Regions from separate parts of the Muntiacus reevesi genome. Here region 2 is linked to region 1. The links are chromatin contacts, called in public Hi-C maps. All regions are on one chromosome and are shown on one strand. Each heading gives the region's core, a stretch centred on a gene start, on an enhancer-like site or on the middle of the called end of the contact. The rest is flanking DNA. Distances are from core to core; before and after follow the strand shown. Region 1 holds the start of CDKN1B (cyclin dependent kinase inhibitor 1B). Region 2 holds the start of DUSP16 (dual specificity phosphatase 16).

What was found. Hi-C and Micro-C count contacts between places; a contact is called where the count stands out from the background.
Region 2: a contact with region 1 is called in a Hi-C map of muscle, with 5 times the contacts expected there. The contact joins the promoter of DUSP16 here to the promoter of CDKN1B in region 1. A contact is called at or near these places in 2 of 3 Hi-C or Micro-C datasets (blood and muscle).

What each region holds. Positions count from the first base shown.
Region 1 is chr1:41,616,573-41,619,449 of mMunRee1.1, reverse strand. It overlaps CDKN1B (cyclin dependent kinase inhibitor 1B), which reads left to right and starts at 1,590. Exons shown (of 3, transcript XM_065941087.1): 1 at 1,590-2,074; 2 at 2,636-2,765. The coding sequence starts at 1,600. The coding sequence ends at 2,757.
Region 2 is chr1:41,748,026-41,750,725 of mMunRee1.1, reverse strand. DUSP16 (dual specificity phosphatase 16) reads right to left here and starts at 1,258. Exons shown (of 8, transcript XM_065941098.1): 1 at 1,028-1,258. It overlaps LOC136159717 (a long non-coding RNA gene), which reads left to right and starts at 1,615. Exons shown (of 2, transcript XR_010661504.1): 1 at 1,615-2,120.

The DNA.
Region 1 (2,877 bases), core at 341-2,840:
CCGAGAAGTTGAGTCTGGTGGGAGAGAAGGGTGGAGGAAGGAAGAAGCTGTTGTGTTTGGCGGCTGGACTCAGGTAGAGGAAACTGCTACAACCCGGCAAAGAATTGAAAAAATACAAAGAGGAGACGAGTTCCCACACGCAGCCCGCGTCAGTGAACTGTACTTGGGAGGCAAGAACCTGGGCCAGGGGTGTAACCTCGCTTTTTTTTTTTTTTTTTTTAAACTAAGCGTGTCTGAGACAGCTACAAAGTTTATTAGGGACTTGGGAGACCAGTTGACTTTTTGATCTTGCAATCCTTTCTCATTTTTTTATTGAAGGAGACCTTGGGTTCAGAATACATGATAAAGACTGCATCTATTCCAGGGTAATTTATAGAAAGACGTCCTCCTAGGCTTCTCCCCTAAGCTCCTAGCCTCCCCTAGAAATCGCAAAGACTTCTAGGTTAAGGGTGAACTAACCACTGCTCACCCCCAGCTTAAGGCACCCAGGCCGAGGGGCTCCCCGCCTCCCCCGCCGTGTGAGCGACTGGGGCCCCCCGGGGGAAAGCCCAGCTAGGGGGCCGAGCTCCCACCCTGCGTCCCCCATCCCCTGCTCGGCGAGTGAGGGGTAAACAAGATCGCCAGTCAGGGGCACCACCACCGGCGGCCGAGCACCTTGGCGCTCTCCCCCGCTTTCCAGGGCGAGGAGCCGGGGAGGTCGGGACTCCAGAGCAGTGGCGCGCGGGCCCGCGCAGCGCCCGGGATCAGAACACCCGCCGGCCGGCGCCGCTGCCCAGGCCCCTCCCCGGCCGTTTGGCGAGCTTGTTTGTCTTATTTGTAATTTCTCCGAGGCCAGCCGGAGCAGGTCTGCTGGCAAGCCGTGCGCCTCCCGCAGTCACGCGACCAGCCCCGGGTCCCGGCCGCGCGCTCAGCGGCGGCGGCCGCGGCGGCGCGCCCGGGAGGCGGAGAGGCGCGGCCGGGCCACCTTAAGGCCGCGTTCGCCAGCCTCGGCGGGGCGGCTCCCGGCGCCGCGACCAATGATCTCCTCCTCTGTTTAAATAGACTCGCGGTGTCAATCATCTTCTCCCTCGTCAGCCTCCCTTCCACCGCCATATTGGGCAACTCCAAAAAGGGGGCTCGTCTTTTCGGGGGTGTTTTTTTTTCTTCCTCCCTGCTTTCCACTGGGCTCACTCTCTCGCCGCTCCGCGACTCCGCGACACCCGCAAGGTTTGGAGAAGGCGCTTGGGCGGCGGGACCCGCGGGCTCTCGGCGGCCCGGACTCGGAGCGGCTCTGCCCCCTCCTGTCCCGGCGGCGCTCGGCTCCCCTCCCCTCCGCTCCCCGCCCTCCCGCTTGCTCGGCCGGGATCGGGGCTGTCTGGCCCCGGGGGGCTGCCCCTCGCCCCCTCCCCCAGCCCCGCGCGCGCCTAGAAGCTCGGGCGCTGACTCGGCTCGCGTTTGTTTCTCTTGGCTCCAGGGGCCGGCGCAGGGCTTATAAAGAGGGGCTCGGGCTGGGTCGGGGCGTTTTGTTTTGTTCGGTTTTGTTTAGCGAGAGAGAGAGCGCGCGCGCGAGAGCCTCAGTCGCCGAGACCCCCCACCCCCACCCCACCCCCCGGGAGGAAGATGTCAAACGTGCGAGTGTCTAACGGGAGCCCGAGCCTGGAGCGGATGGACGCCAGACAGGCGGAGTACCCCAAGCCCTCGGCTTGCAGAAACCTTTTTGGCCCGGTCAATCACGAAGAGTTAACCCGGGACTTGGAGAAGCACTGCAGAGACATGGAAGAGGCCAGCCAGCGCAAGTGGAATTTTGATTTTCAGAATCACAAGCCCCTGGAGGGCAAGTACGAGTGGCAGGAGGTGGAAAAGGGCAGCCTGCCCGAGTTCTACTACAGACCCCCGCGGCCACCCAAAGGCGCCTGCAAGGTGCCGGCGCAGGAAGGCCAGGATGCCAGCGGGGCCCGCCCGGCGGTGCCTTTACTTGGGTCTCAGGCAAACCCAGAGGACACGCATTTGGTCGATCAGAAGACTGATGCTCCGGACAGCCAGACCGGGTTAGCGGAGCAGTGCCCTGGGATAAGGAAGCGACCTGCCGCAGACGGTAGTGACCCTTTCCGATGTGTAAAATGTCTGTCTCTGTCTATCTGCCGCGCTCCTTCCCTGGCTTGAGGGTCTTTAACCGCAGCTTTCTTTTCAGCGCGTTCTGACTTAGCTTTTGGGGCGGAGGCGGGGGGAGGGGGGGAGCGCACTTTCCTACTGTGATGTTGTACATGCTATTTATTTAGTTGCGTGGTTGTCTGTTTATGACTTTTAAGTCAGAAGCTTGAGATTGTGTTATCTGATCATTTCTCTAACTGAAAACATCGCGGCTCCTCCCAGCTAGACAGCGGTAGGTATGTGACACCGTTGGGATGTTTATCAACTGCCTCCTTCTTCGCTTTGGAGAGAGAGCTTTGGAGCGTAGAAAATACACTTTCTGTTATGTGAAAACAACCTCATTTTGTGCTCTTAAAGGCCACGGGGAATGACGGACCCAGGATTGTGGGTGGAGGTGGTGGGTTTTTTGTCCCTTGACTCTTGGGGCTCACTTCTGTCGGCCATTGTTTTTTTCTAATAATGATTGTTTGTGTGTGTTCTTTTTAAAATTCCCTCTTGCCCTTAGATTCCTCTCCTCAAAACAAAAGAGCCAACAGAACAGAAGAAAATGTTTCAGACGGTTCCCCCAACGCCGGTTCAGTGGAGCAGACGCCCAAGAAGCCCGGCCTCAGAAGGCGTCAGACGTAAACTACTCGGTGGGTTGATGACTTGGAGCAGATAAGTGACACCCCAGTCGGGTTGCAGGAACTCATGTGCTTTCAAGCCCCAAGATAACCCGATCTCAGTGGTGGCTGGCAGATGAAAACT
Region 2 (2,700 bases), core at 9-2,508, 130 kb before region 1:
GAGAGTGGGTAAATAAAACCTTCAGAGAGGTTTAAAAACCCTGCATCTTAACTCACTTCCCCTTGATTTCAGGGGCCGGTACTGCAAAGCCCACGGCAAATGAGATTATGTAACAGGTTTTTCCTCTCTCCACTTTATTCATCACGGGCTGATTGGAGGTGTGCTTTCTCCAAACGAGTTGAGACTCCTAGGACTTTATTTAGGACGGCTGAAGTTGAGGTTTGATACATTTCCTTAGGATTTTGCAGGATCCATTCATTTAAATATCTATTTGTATTTTTCTCAAGTGAGAAAACACAGTAACAGTGTAGTTGCTGTTGTAATTTCAAGGAAATAAACGCAGCTGCACCTGAAAACTTCCGTTTTGCACAAATATTTTCCTCCCCTGTGTTTCATTCCATGAAACTGCACATGATATACACAGACCTTCACTCGTCTCCCGGGGCTTCTTCCTTTCTCACGTTTTACGGTTGGTGCAGATAAAGAAGTCGTCCCTGGCGCACCGGCCCCCCAACACCCGGCCTCGGGGGGAGAGGGGGGTCCCCGGAGGAAAAGCGAGTGGGCTGAAAAGCTTAGCCCGGTCGCCACTCAGGTGGCCCCGCCGCTCACACGGAAGGCGAGCTGGGGATAATGGGGACAGTCAGGCCGGGGCCCCTCTTGGCAGGCGTGTTGTGTAACAGTCGCGCCTGGAAGTGAGCAGCTTGGCCCGCGAAGGGACCGCGTCCGGCGGCGGCTCCTGGCGGCGGCACCCGGCCGCCCGGCCCGCTCGGCCCGAGCCCGCGCGCCCGCCGCCGCCGCCGCCCCGACCCCGCGCGGGCCGGGCCCCCGCCACACACACCCCCCTCGCGCCTCTGCTTCCCACGCGCTCGCCGCTCGGGGCCGCGATCGCCCCCACCCCGCCCTCGACCCCGGGCCCGGCCGCCGGGAGGGCAGCGCCGGCGGGGCGCGCGGACCGGCGTCCATGCTGCCGGCGCGGCGGGAGCCCGGCCCCGCGCCCACCCGCCCCGCCGTCCGCGCGCCCACTTACTTTCGGGGCCGCCGACCTCGCGGCTCCCTCGGGGGGGCGGGGGGGAAACGAAAGTTGTCACGGCGTCTCCCCGCGGGGCCCCCTCGCCTCCCGGACCCGCGAGGCGCCGCGGCGGAGCCGGGAGGGCTTGCTGCGCTCCCGCCCGCGTCCGTCCCGTCGCGCTCTCCTCCGCCTCCTCTTCTTTTCACTATATTATCTTCTCCTGCTCGGAGGGGCGGGTGGGGGCGGGAGGCTTAGGAAGCGAGGAGACGTTTGCAACTTTTCTTCACTCTTTCTCTCCCCCCCACCAACCCCCGATCAGCCTTGAAAAAACACTGTTGAAAGGGGCGAGGAACCTGTGGAGGTGGCGGGGGGGACGCGGAGGGGGTCGGGAGAGGTGATGATAGTCGTTTGGAAAACTGATCAGAGCCCCCCCGCCCCAAACAGAGGTACCCAGAAAGAGGGGGAAAGGCGGGGGGTGGGGTGGGGTGGGGGGTTGGGGGGAAAGAGAAAGAGTCGCTGGTCAGGAAACTTCAAGCGCGGATGAGGTCATTGGTTTAAAAATAAAGAGATGGCGTCACTTGAAACCAATCCCAGTGAATGAACTCAGCGGAGCCCCGGGGAAAGGAGGAGACAGGCAGGGCAGGGCGGTGGGCGACGGGCGGGGCCGTGCGCCCGCCCGAACCCGGAGCGCGGCTCGGCGCCTGGTCGCGGCCGCCCGGGGAGGGGTCGGGTCACGTTCCGTTCCGGGGCCCGGCGACTCCGGGGCAGGTTCCGCGGGCGCCGCTGGGAGGAGCCGGGTGGCCGGGGGAGGCGGCCCCGCGGCCTCCTCCTTCCGCGCCCGCGCGCCGGCTGCCCCCGGGGCCCCCGATCCCCGACCCTCGGGCCGGCTCTCGGCCGCGTAGGGCTGCGCCCCAACAGGTATTTCAGGGTTTCCCCCCTCTCCCCGCCCCAGCGAGGCGCAGAGCCTTTTCCTCCTCTTTGGGCTGTTTCCAGCTGCCTCCCCAGGGTGAAGAAACGCAAACAATGATTTGAGAGAATTACAATCGCTCTTTTAAAAGTGACGAATCCAAAATGCAGGGCACTGCGGGCTCTTAGGAGAGAGAAGTTACAGGTAATTTAAGAAAAATCACGCTCAGGTGGCTCAGGCAGTCAGCTCTCCCTGTTTGTCATAGAAAGCCCCCACCTGAATGCTCCTAACATTTATGGTTTTATTGTGCTTCTATTTACTTATTTCTATTTACATTTGTAAATGTAACGAGCACGAGTAGCCTAACATGCTCTTGAAAAGTGTGTCCTTTTCAAGCACTGTGTGCCCGGTGCTTGGGCAGCACAGAATCGTCTGTAAATTAGACCAGAGGTTCACCACCTTTTGGGAGGTGCAAGACCCCCGTTGAGTTTACTTCACACACTTCGTGCATTTTAAAGTTTGGATTTTAATAGCTTTGTTTTGAAACGGCATTGCACACTTTGGGAAATAGAGACCTGAGCTGGTGACACACCAGGACTTGGAATCACTGGGTAGGACAATCGGAGCTTTATTCTAGTGTTCTTTGAGCATTTGAGCATGAAGCTGCTTCTACTGAGAAGTACTCACGTGGATATCACATAACAGAGATGTGATTAATGACGGAAAAGCACACTCCGAGTGAACTGCTCCATGAGCCAGAATTTGTGTGTAGGAATAAAATATT